2 separate regions of the Macaca mulatta genome follow, and region 1 is linked to region 2. A link is a contact called in public Hi-C data. All regions are on one chromosome and are shown on one strand. The core of a region is the stretch at or near the end of the contact, and the rest is flanking DNA. Distances in the headings are between cores, read along the strand shown. Region 1 holds the start of BICRAL (BICRA like chromatin remodeling complex associated protein). Region 2 holds the start of RPL7L1 (ribosomal protein L7 like 1).

What was found. Hi-C and Micro-C count contacts between places; a contact is called where the count stands out from the background.
Region 1: a contact with region 2 is called in a Hi-C map of fetal cortical plate, with 2.2 times the contacts expected there. The contact joins the promoter of BICRAL here to the promoter of RPL7L1 in region 2. A contact is called at or near these places in 3 of 14 Hi-C or Micro-C datasets (fetal cortical plate, fibroblasts and liver).

Annotation. Positions count from the first base shown.
Region 1 is chr4:139,353,248-139,359,268 of T2T-MMU8v2.0, reverse strand. BICRAL (BICRA like chromatin remodeling complex associated protein) reads left to right here and starts at 1,361. Exons shown (of 12, transcript XM_028847558.2): 1 at 1,361-1,407. It also overlaps the pseudogene LOC100428306.
Region 2 is chr4:139,252,622-139,258,648 of T2T-MMU8v2.0, reverse strand. RPL7L1 (ribosomal protein L7 like 1) reads left to right here and starts at 1,530. Exons shown (of 6, transcript NM_001193633.1): 1 at 1,530-1,566; 2 at 2,804-2,909; 3 at 5,107-5,270. The coding sequence starts at 1,553.

The DNA of each region.
Region 1 (6,021 bases), core at 112-2,611, 100 kb before region 2:
ACCTAGACTACAAAGGCACCTGCTCTCACTCCAGGCCACATAATATTGTTGTGTTGTTTTGTTTTGTTTTGTTTGTTTTGAGTCTTGCTCCATCGCCCAGGCTAGAGTGCAATGCCCGATCTCGGCTCACTGCAACTTTTGTCTCCCAGATTCAAGCGATTCTCCTGCCTCAGCCTCCCGAGTAGCTGGGATTACAGGAGCCCACCACCACGCCCAGCTAATTTTTGTATTTTTAATAGACACAGGGTTTCACTATGTTGTCCAGACTGGTCTCGAACTGCTGACCTCAGGTGATCCACCCGCCTCGGCCTCCCAAAGTGTTGGAATTACAGGTGTGAGCCACCGCGCCCGCCCTGGGCCACATAATTTAAATGCTTTGGATACAGAGAAGTTTCAACAATTTGAGATTTCAGATTAAAAAATGGGTGGTAGTTATACTTGGACCAAAGAATGTTAAAAGATTGACTAGCTCTCTTTTAAGAATGAGGGGGTTATGTAATGAAAATTCCGCAAATATGGAGATAAAAGGTATCTACATAAAGAGAAGGCAGTAGAATGTTTTGAGAGTGATTTACTCTGCCTCACCTTCCTTTTGGTCACTAAAGTTTTTTGTTTTCCTTTTTAATGTTCACATATGGGCTTCACAGGTAAGGTTTCACGAATTTTGGAATGGAGAAAGAGTGTTGCAAAGGAAAGCTTAGTACATTTAAAAGTTAGGACGAACCAGTTATTTGCCTAATAACTAAGTTAAAAGTGGTTTTGGTTTTTAAAAAGCATATGCAAAACGTATTTACTGAGGCTTGCTCTAATTAGAGTTCTAAACAAATCTTGTAGGTTTTTTTTTTTGTCTTTAATCTTCCCCGTTCGCGTGTCAAGCTAAAACTGTGTGTGTGTGTGTGTGTGTGTGTGTGTGTAGAGAGAGAGCCTGCAAGAGAATTAGCACGCACCTCGTGGATCTTAATAATTTTTTTTTAAAGCCAAATAAAACTTTCTTGAATAAACCAGTACATTTCTGAAGTTAAAAAGAATCCCAAAGGAAACAGGAATGAACATCCTTGGAGCTTGATTTACCAAAAAAAAAAAAAAAAAAAAAAAAAATTTTTAATTAAAAAAATCCTAATCTCCACATTTTTTGCCAGGCGAGAACCGAAGTTTGGAGGTAGAGGAGCAGGCGAGCGGTTTGCCCGGGCGCAGAGCATGAAGGCCGGGCGGGCGCGGGGAGCGGGCGCCCGCCGCCCGGCGCGGGGGTGAGCGAGAGAGAGAGCGGAGCGCGTGTGGCCGGCGCCGCTCGGCCGGGAGCTCCCGCGCTCGCGCCCCGCGCCCCGCGCCCGCCGCCGCCGCCGCCGCCGCCGCCCCTGTTGCGATGGCGCAGAAACCCCGTTGACAAGGCACTGCTTTTTCATGACGGTGAGTTTCCCTTTGAGTGTATTATAATTTTGTGATAAAAATTTCAAGGAGAAAAAAAAAACACACAACCTCCTTCCTCTGCCTCTTTCCTTCGGGGAGGGGAAAAGCGAGGGAGGGGGGGCTGGAGATCTGTCTCCAGCCAGAAAAGAAAGAGGAGCAAATTAAACACCGAGTTGCCAAAACCAGGATATTAGGTTTCAGCCCAGAGAGCTATTGGCTAAGGCTGTGTTTTTTTTTTTTTTGGGGGGGGTGGGTTTGTGGGTGGGTGATGGTGGTGGTGGGTGGATGTTTAATGGACACGGAGAAAAGGGGAATCGAGTGTTTATGCCTTTCCCAGCGCTGCCGGGGCCCCGGGAAGACCAAGTTCAGTGTCTCGGGCGGGGGCGCAGGCGGGCAGGGGGCGGCGAGGCCGGGCCGGGGGCGCCTCGGCGAGGTGGGGGCCCGGCGCCTTTCTTTTTCCTTTTTTTTTTTTCTCTTTTCCGCGGATGCAAATTTCTGGAGCGGGGAGAGGGAGAGCCCGGGAAGGGGGTGGCGTGGCGGTTGGTGGTGGGGAGGGGAGGGGAGGGAAGCCTTTTAATGACTCATTGATTGAGCCGGTTTAAAATTAGTTGTGTGCGCGAGTGTGAGTGTGTTTTCCGCCCCCCGGAGCCGCCGGGAGCCGGGAAGGAGGGAGCAGGGCTCGGCGAGGGGAAGACGGCGCGGCGGGGCCGCGAGCAGGGGGCAGGGAGGGCCTGGAGTGACGGCGGGCGAGGAAGAAAAATAAGCTTTTCCAATCTCCTCCCCTCTGTTTTCCCCCCCTCGTTTCTTTTCTCTCTCGGAAGCTCTAGGGTGTGAATCACATTTTCTTTCTTCTCGGCAAAATGGACCCCGCGTCTGGGGAGGGGGAGGGGAAAGGGTGGGGAGGGAGGCGGCGGAGACGGGGTTTATTTTTCATCCTGGCTTCGTCCTTCCCGCCGCATCTGCGGGCGGCCGCGGCGAGGAAAGCAGGTCCGGGCTGCGGCGGGGAGAGCTCGGGGCCGGCGAGTCGCCCTGGCCCCGCTCCGAGCCCGCGGCGGCGGCGCGCACCTGCCGCGGGACTGCCCTTTCCCAGCCGCTCGCTGCCTTCTGAAGCACCGCAGAGGATCCGCGGTCGGATCCGGCCGAGCCCCCAGCCACGCGGAGGATCCGCGGCCGGGTCCGGCTGAGTCCCCAGCCGGGCGGAGGACTCGCGGCCCAGCCGGGCGTTTCCTACGAGGCCCGTGTTGTCCGCCGCGCTGGCCAGAAGAGCTGTGTGGCTGGGACGGCGCTTTTTTGGCCGAGTGCGCGCGGGCCTGATGCTATTCGCGCCCCCCGAGTCGCCCCGAATGCGGGATCTTGGGTGGGGGGTGCGGTTGGAAGGCGCTAAGATGGCGCTGGGCCTGGCCTGTCGCCAGGGCTGGTGGCGCAGTTGCTCGGCGGGCGCCATCTTTCTCGCGGCGCGGGCGGCGCCCTCCGAGGACATGTCGCTGACCAGGGCGCCGCGAGGCCCGGGGCCAGCGGGAGCCGAGAGCAGGGTGCTGAATTCTGGAGATGGGACTGGGGTCGCGCGGCCTTCTCCTTCCCCACGGCCCCAGACCCAAAAGACGAGGCCGCCAGCTCGGAGCGGGAAGGGCTGGGGTCAGCTTCTTCCTCCTTCCCACTTGTGATGGAAGAAGGGGACTGGGCGTCGAGCCTCGCGGCTGATGGGTTCCCTCCCTGACCCCGCACCCCCACTCCTCCCAGTCAAAATTGGAGGTGAGGCGCTTCTGCCATTTCTCTCCTGCCATCTGAGAGTGGACGCCTTTGTCTTCTCTGGCCCGGCTTGGGGGCAGGGCATTGAGGCTTTTCCTTCATTCTCCAGTTATTGGAAGTAGAGTCCAACCAGGTTACAAAACTAAAAAAAGAGTCCAGGACATTGTCTGTCTGCCTTCCCGTAACATGGTTCTCTTGTGGGCACCCTACGCTTCGTTTCTTAGTTTTACTCTAAAACAACCATGAGGAGACATTTACTAGTCAGATTGAGAAGGTGATGGGTTCCAGTTTTCTGAAACTTCTTGTTGGCTTTCATATTACTTCAAATGGCAGTGAATTAAAAGTTTCTTAGAACGCTGATCTGAAAAGTTAAATATGCTTTAAAACACTCTGAAACTCTTCTAAAAAGCAAAACTGCATTATTTTCCTAAAAGCATCCATGTAAGTATCTGTTGGTAGTAAGTATCTGTGTTAGAGATGGGGGAGGGGTTTAACGTTTACATTGTTACTGAAAAGAGGAGGGGAAAGATTTGTAAAGCTCTGATTTCTCTAGAAGTCCGCAGACATGGAAAGTAAGTAGTTAATTTCTAGTATAGAAAAATAACACAGTGGTGCCAGTAGGTGTGTCCTTGTGTTTATAAATATACATAGTGGATGTTTTAGACCATTTAATAAGACCTATCTCATTGAACATCTGTATGCCAGAAACTGTGCTTGATGCTTTGTATAATTTCTATTATATCAGCCCTGAAATAGTGATTTTATGATCTGTCTACCGGGGAATGAACTACCGTTCACAGAAGTATAGTAATTGTTCGAGGTCTTGCAGTTTTTAGTAAAGTTGCCATTGGATAACGAAAGCTGTGTTTTTCCCCCTACACCTGTGGTTTCCAAATCTGAGCATCAGAATTAACTTGGGAGATGTTTTTAAATAGAGATTTGTAACATCACCTCTTCCACCATCATTTGCTAGGGCCAATGGGGTCCTTTAATTGTGTGTCAGGCGCTCCAACTTCTTGATGTTCAGTGTTGACATTCTGGCCCACCTTGCACCCGCTATACCCAAAGATCTAGTATTCATTCCAAAACTTTCCAGGTGATTCCAGTGTGATACAGATACACATTTGGACTTTCTTATACTATGCTATGCACTGTTCTGCTGGCTCTTTTGAATTGGAACATGAGAATTGAGGTCCATATAATTTTTTTTTTGAGAAGGAGTCTCGCTCTGTCGCCCAGGCTGGAGTGTAGTGGCGCGATCTCGGCTCACTGCAAGCTCCGCCTCCCGGGTTCACGCCATTCCCCTGCCTCAGCCTCCGGAGTAGCTGGGACTACAGGCGCCCGCCACCACGTCCGGCTAATTTTTTATATTTTTTTTAGTAGAGACAGGGTTTCACCGTGTTAGCCAGGATGGTCTCGATCTCCTGACCTCATGATCCGCCCGTCTCAGCCTCCCAAAGTGCTGGGATTACAGGCTTGGGCCACCGCGCCCGGCCGAGGTCCATATAATTTTGAGTTTCAGCAGTTTTTTGCTCACATTAGTCTCATTTTAATTTTTCCCATTCTAGCTGCCATTTATCAAAAAATCGAAATTATTTCCTCAGAGAAAAAGGTTTAGGTATCCTAAGACCTTAAAATCTCAGTACATTTTTAAAAGTATATTGTCTCATTCTGTTGGGAAGTTACACAACATACAGGCTTCTAGGTCTAGCCAGGCCATCTAGTTTAGTCAAGACAGCTGTGTAACAAACATAGCATTGAGGCAGGGCACGGTGGCTCATGCCTGTAATCCCAGCACTTCGGGAAGCCGAGGCGGGCGGATTACCTGAGGTCAGGAGTTAGAGACCAGCCTGTCCAACATGGTGAAACCCCATCTCTACCAAAAATACAAAAAAGTTAGCCGGGTGTGGTGGCAGGTGCCTGTAATCACAGCTACTTGGGAGGCTGAGGCAAGAGAATCACTTGAGCTGGGGAGGCAGAGGTTGCAGTGGCCTGAGACCGTGCCATTGCACTCCCAGTCTGGGAAACAAGAATGAAACTCCAATCTCAAAAAAAAAGAATCCAGGATTGATCCAGAAATTAAGAATAGGGTAGAAAAGACCCTGATATAAAGACCTGAAGATAAATCCTTAAAAGACTGTTTCCTGAATTTTGAATTGTGGGCATACCTTCTGGTTTTGGGAAGTAGGATGGTCAAGTTATGTGGAACCCAATAGCAGAATATGTATAAAAACACAGGTCAGGGCCAGGTACGGTGGCTTACACCTGTAATCCCATCACTTTGGGAGGCTGAGGTGGGCGGATCACAGGGTCAGGAGTTTGAGACCAGCCTGACCAACATGGTGAAACCCTGTCTCTACTAAAAATACAAAAATTAGCCTGGCGTGGTGGCACGTGTCTGTAATCCCAGCTACTCAGGAGGTTGAGACAGGAGAATGGTTTGAACCTGGGAGGTTGCAGAGAGCTGAGATCGCACCACTGCACTCCAGCCTGGTGACAAAAAACGGGTCAGGAAGAAGCATCTAGAGCAGGTGATGAATAGATGACCTTACTAAAATGAGAAAGAGAACTAAGTCAGTGATGAAATCATTAACTTCTCTGGATTAAGGATCATATATTTTACTTATTTTGTGCTTTCCCTTGTTGATTCTTCTCAGATCGTTGTGTTTAGTGATTGCTAGGAAGAGTAGTTTAAAACTTAGATTTTTGATGCAGATGTCAGAATTAATGCCATCTTTGCATATGTCCACATTGGAAAATTTTTGTAAGGAGCATCTGTTGAATACCTCTGTGCAGTCTGTCCAGTCTAGACCACTAGGTGGGTGGAGTGACTTAGTTTTTGAAGGGAAGTCACTTCTGGTTTTT
Region 2 (6,027 bases), core at 281-2,780:
TAGTGGCGGGCGCCTGTAGTCCCAGCTACTCGGAGGCTGAGGCAGGAGAATGGCGTGAACCTGGGAGGCGGAGCTTGCAGTGAGCCGAGATCGCGCCACTGCACTCCAGCCTGGGTGACACAGCGCGAGACTCCATCTCAAAAAAAAAAAAAAAAAAAAAAAAAAAATGCAGAATATCAACTCCCCACCCGGCTTCCTGAATAAAAATCTGTATTTTAGTAAAATCTTCAGATGACTCCTATTCACTATTAATGCTTGAGAAGCCCTGCTCTGGAGGTTTGCGGAGATAAGACTTGTGTTGTTTTTCAGGATTTTTAATTTAAAAAAATTATTTTTTTATTTTTTTGAGACACTCTCGCTCTGTCGCCCAGGCTGGAGTGCAGTGGCACAAACTGGGCTCATGCAGCCTCCGCCTCCCGGGACTTCAGGCGCGAGCCACCACGCCCAGCTAACTTTTTGTATTTTTAGTAGAGACGGGGTTTCACCATCTTGGCCAGGCTGGTCTCCAACTCCTGACCTCAAGTGATCCACCTGCTTTGGCCTCCCAAAGTGCTGGGATTACAGGTGAAAGCCACCGGCTCCGGCCTACTTTTTCAGGATTTTATATAGACCGGGAGGGAAGAACGCATATTCCAGGTGATGACAGCTGTATAAGGGTTTTATTTTCATTCCTTTTTTTTTTTTTTTTTTTGAGACGGAGTCTTGCTCTGTCGCCATGTTGGCCAGGCTGGTCTCGAACTCCTGACCTAAGGTGATCCTCCCGCCTTGGCCTCCTAAAGTGCTGGGATTACAGGCGTGAGCCACCGCGCCCGGTCTGTATAACGGTTTTAGATGGCAAGGAAGCAAGTTGTAGTTTTCGGTCCAGCAGTAATAGTAACAAACATAGTGCTGACAGACACTGCTAAACGCTTTACGCTTTATATAATCTCCTGTAATCCTCGTAACGCCATTAGGTAGACCTATTATTACTGTATACCCATTTTATGGGTAATGAAGCCGCAGTACAGAGGGGTTAAATAACGTCTTCAAGGATCCATCGACGGAGCCAAGCTGACGGAATCGCAGCTACCTGTTTTACCACTCTAAGTCCTCAACAAACACTTGCACCTACATGTGAGAGCCAAAACCATAGCCTCCAAATTTTTCCACAGAGCGAAAAGGTTTCCCGCAATTTGTCTGTCTTCCTCCTCAGAGACGCAGCAGAGCCGCGCCGGAAGTGCGGCGCCTTCGCTAGAGCGGACGCCATAGGTGCATTGTGGGAAGCACTTCATTGTCCACAGCCAAGCTGTTTGTGATGAAACTGTAACTTACAAAAAAAAGGGCTGGGTTTTGAAAATGATACAGGCTCTAAAAACCCTGGAAGCGCTGCAACTTTTGGCAGGAATCGGGGTTAGCAGGACCTCAGCGGCTCACTGCGGCTAAGTGAACGCTGACTGTCTGGGTCCTCCAGCGTGAGTTAGAACAGACATCTCTATGGTCAAGGAAACAGAGCGAGTGCTGTCTTCCGCATGTGTTGGGGTTGCGCATGATCAGTAGCTGCACCACTAGAAAGATGGCGGAGCAAGAGTGAGTGGGGCTTTGAATATCTGGAATTGGGTGTTGAGTATCTGGTGCCATCCACGGTGTTTATGCCTCGGTGGCGGATTCTTGTGGGCTCTAGGAATAGAAAAGGCCACAGTTTACAAAGGTTGGGGATGAGGAGCCGTAGCGCTGTGGCGGAGGAGGGAGGGGACCGCGGTCAATTTCGGGTTATCTAGAGAGGCGAGGATTGACTTCAGGCAGCGGGCTGGAGTGCCACAGTTGAATTCACCCAGCCTGACAAGTATTAACCCTGCAGATAGGTCTGCACCCACCCCAACCCCATGGGGTTTTACTAGATTCGTCGCTGCTAGTGCCTATGAAGAGCTGTGGCAGTGAAAATCCTGTTAACTTACAGGAACGCAGAGGCTAAAGGGCTCATTACTTTTTGAGGCATTGGGGATGAGTGAATATTAGGGGTACATTTTGAGGCCTGGAGTCAGAAACCGCAGGTTTCAGGGGAATCTTTCTTCAGACACTTGAAAACAGTAATGTTCCCTGAAGCCCAGGATATTGACTTGGTTTGGAAATCCATTGAATGTTCGTTTTCTTTGTTGTTGTTGTTGTTTTTTTGAGACGGAATCTTGCTATGTCGCCCAGGCTGGAGTGCAGTGTCGAAATCTCGGCTCACTGCAACCTCCGCCTCCCGGATTCAAGCGATTCTCCTGCTTCAGCCTCCGGAGTAGCCGAGATTACAGGCGTGCGCCACCCCGCCAAGCTAATTTTTTATTTTTGGTAGAAACGGGTTTCACCATGTTGGTCAGGCTGGTCTCGAACTCCTGACCTCAGGTGATATTCCCCCCCCCACCTCGGCCTCCCAGAATGCTGGGGTTATAGGCTTGAGCCACCGCGCCCAGCCAAGTGTTCTTTTTCTTTTTCTTTTTTTTTTTTGAGACGGAGTCTCGCTCTGTCGCCCAGGCTGGAGTGCAGTGGCCGCATCTCAGCTCACTGCAAGCTCCGCCTCCCGGGTCTATGCCATTCTCCTGCCTCAGCCTCCCGAGTAGCTGGGACTACAGGCGCCCGCCACCTCACCCGGCTAGTTTTTTGTATTTTTTAGTAGAGACGGGGTTTCACCGTATTTAGCCAGGCTGGTCTCGATCTCCTGACCTTGTGATCCGCCCGTCTCGGCCTCCCAAAGTGCTGGGATTACAGGCTTGAGCCACCGCGCCCGGCCTCAAGTGTTCGTTTTCTAAATGTTATCTCTGATCTCAATTTTCTGCATCAGGCAAAGAAAAATCCCTTTGGTTCCAGAAAATCTGCTGAAAAAGAGGAAGGCTTATCAAGCCCTCAAAGCCACCCAGGCAAAGCAGGCACTTTTGGCAAAGAAGGAGGTAATGGTGGGGAACCAAGATAAAGTAATTAGAATTTGTATTAGGTGAGTTTTATCTAGCATGTGTTGGACTACATTTGGTATTTACGAGCTCCCCGCAACAGTTTGACAAACCAGGTATCGTTGTCTCTCAGTGTCCTTAGGGGGTTGGTTCCAGGACTCCCACAGATGCCTAAATCTGAGACTGCTGAAGTCCCTTATATAAAATGGTTGTGGTATTTGCATATCATCTGTACTCCTTCCGCCTATGTAATTTAAATTCTCTTTGGATTACTTAATAGCTTTTTTTTTTTTTTTTTTTTTGAGGCAAGAGTCTCACTGTGTTCTGGAGTGCAGTGACACAGTCTCGACTCACTGCAACCTCTGCCTACTGGGCTCAAGCAATTCTCCTGCCTCAGTCAACCAAGTAGCTAGGATTACAGGCATGTGACTAATTTTAGCTAAATTAGCCACCACACTCGGCTAATTTTTTTTTTTTATTTAATTTAATTTTGTTTTGTTTTTGAGACAGAGTCTCACCTGTCTCCCAGGCTGGAGTACAGGGATGTGATCTCGGCTTACCACAACCTCCGCCTCCCGGGTTCAAGCGATTCTCCTGCGCCAGCCTCCCAAGTAGCTGGGATTACAAGGATGTGCCACCATGCCCTGCTAATTTTTGTATTTTTAGTAGAGACGAGGTTTCACCATGTTGACCAGGCTGGTCTGGAACTCATGGACTCAAGTGATCTACCCACCTCGGCCTCCCAAAGTGCTGCGATTACTGGCATCAGCCACCCCACATGGCCACTGGCTAATTTTTGTATTTTTAGTAGAGATGTTTTAACATGTTGGCCATGCTGGTCTCAAACTCCTGGCCTCAAGTGATCCACCCACTGGCCTCTCAAAGTGCTGGGATTATAGACCTGAGCCACCCTGCCTGGCCTGGGTTACTGATAGCTAATACAGTGTACATAATGTATTTTTAAAATTTGTATTACTTTTTACTGTTGTTTTTTTTTTTTTCATTTTTTTCCCGAATTTTTTTTCTTTTTTTTTTCTTTTTTTTTTTTTAAGAGGTCAGCAGGGCGCAGTGGCTCACGCCTGTAATCCCAATACTTTGGGAGGCCGAGGCAGGTGGATTACTTGAGGTCAGGAGTTCGAGACCAGCCTGGCCAACATGGTGAAACCACATCTCTACTACAAATACAAAACATTAGACGGGCGCTGTGGCATGTGCCTGTAATCCTAGCTACTCAGGAAGTGAGGCAGAAGAATCGCTTGAACCCGGGAGGCGGAGGTTGCAGTGAGCCAAGATTGTGCCACTGCACTCCAGCCTGAGTGACAGAGCGAGACCCTGTCTCAAAAAAAAAAAAAAGTGGGGTCTTTGGCCAGGTATGGTGGGTCACGCTTGTTATCCCAGCACTTTGGGAGACTGAGGCAGGTGGATCACCTGAAGTCAGGAGTTCGAGACCAACCTGGCCAACAAGGTGACCCTATCTCTACTAAAAATATAAAAATTAGCCAGGTGTGGTGGCACATACCTGTAATCCCAGCTACCTGGGAGGCTGAGGCAGGAAAATTGCTTGAACCCAGGAGGCAGAGGTTGCAGTGAGCCGAGATCGCATCACTGCACTCCAGCCTGGGTGACAGAGCGAGACTCCATCTCAAAAAAAAAAAAAAAAAAAAAAATGAGGTATTCTGTTACCCAGACTAAGTGCAGTGGCAGGATCATAGCTCATTGCAGCCTTGAATTCCTGGGTTCAAGAGAACCTCCTGCCTCAGCCTCCTGAGTAGCTGGGACTACAGGTGAGCCACTGTGTATGTGCTCCTCAGAAGTATTTTCCATCTGGGGTTGGTTAAATCACGGATGCAGAGCACCAAGTGTATATGGTGTATGTCTTCCTTTAGCAAATATTTAACACCTGCAGGCAAATGCTGGCGTTGAGTTTAAGGAAGCTTGTTAGTAAGCATTGATTAATATCATGCAAACTAATTTTTTGTTTGTTAATTATTTTTCCCAGTAATTCCCAAGTTTACTCAACTCCACCTTTACTTTGGTTTTTCATTTTTCCCTTATATGAAAATAGAGAATACTGCTTTGCCCTGCATTGTAGAACACGGGGAAATAAGCTCTATCAGTTGTCACTCATGAATTACTGTTTTAAAAGTAAAAATGTATGGAGGCACAAGATGATAATGATGGTCTGTCTTCTCTGTAGCAGAGGAAAGGAAAAGGGCTCAGGTTTAAGCGACTGGAATCATTCCTACATGATTCCTGGCGGCAGAAACGTGACAAGGTGCGTCTCAGACGACTAGAAGTGAAACCTCATGCCTTGGAATTGCCAGACAAACATTCCTTGGCCTTTGTTGTACGCATCGAAAGGTAAGGAACTGGTGTCTTTCTAATTGCGTGAGGCTGGGGCAAACCGTTGCTTAAGCTTTAGACCCCTTTCTAGGGAGATGATAAGCCCCAAGCCACTCAGCCAAGTCATGCTGGGATGTCAGGGTAGAGCACAATTTAGTCTGCAATATTTGGAAGACCTTAGACAGATAGACTTGAAAATAAGTGCTCACTAGGGAGAAGGGGTTGAGGACACCCTCTCTAAAGCAGGAACTTCTACCTGAGACCTGAAAGATGTGAAAGGCGTTCACCAGTGTTGGGAGACTTTCCAGGCATATGTGCTGAAGTCCTGAGGTGGGGAAAGCAAGGCATCATTCTAGGAACTGAAACAAGGCTGAGTGGATGAAGCATATTCAGTGAAGGGGAGACATTTTTCCTCAGTTAGTGGAATTTTCGCAACCCCCTGCCCACCTCATGTGCAACTCTACTTGATGTTTCCCCTACCCAATCACCCAAACCAGAAACCTGTGACTTTTGCATATTTTTATGAGCTCTGTCCTTTGTAGCCTTCTACCACTGCTCGTATTTTTCCTAAACTATTGTATTAACCTTCCTCCTGGATTTCCTTGCCTCTAGTGTCATACTGTGATCTATCCCATACACTGCCCTTGGTGATTGTCAGAAAGAAATCTGGTCTTGTCTCTTCTACTTAAAATCTTCAGTAGCTTTTACTGCCCGTAAAAGCGTATCCAGCTTCCTTAGCTGGACATGCGTAGACCTGCATACCACCACTCCCTCA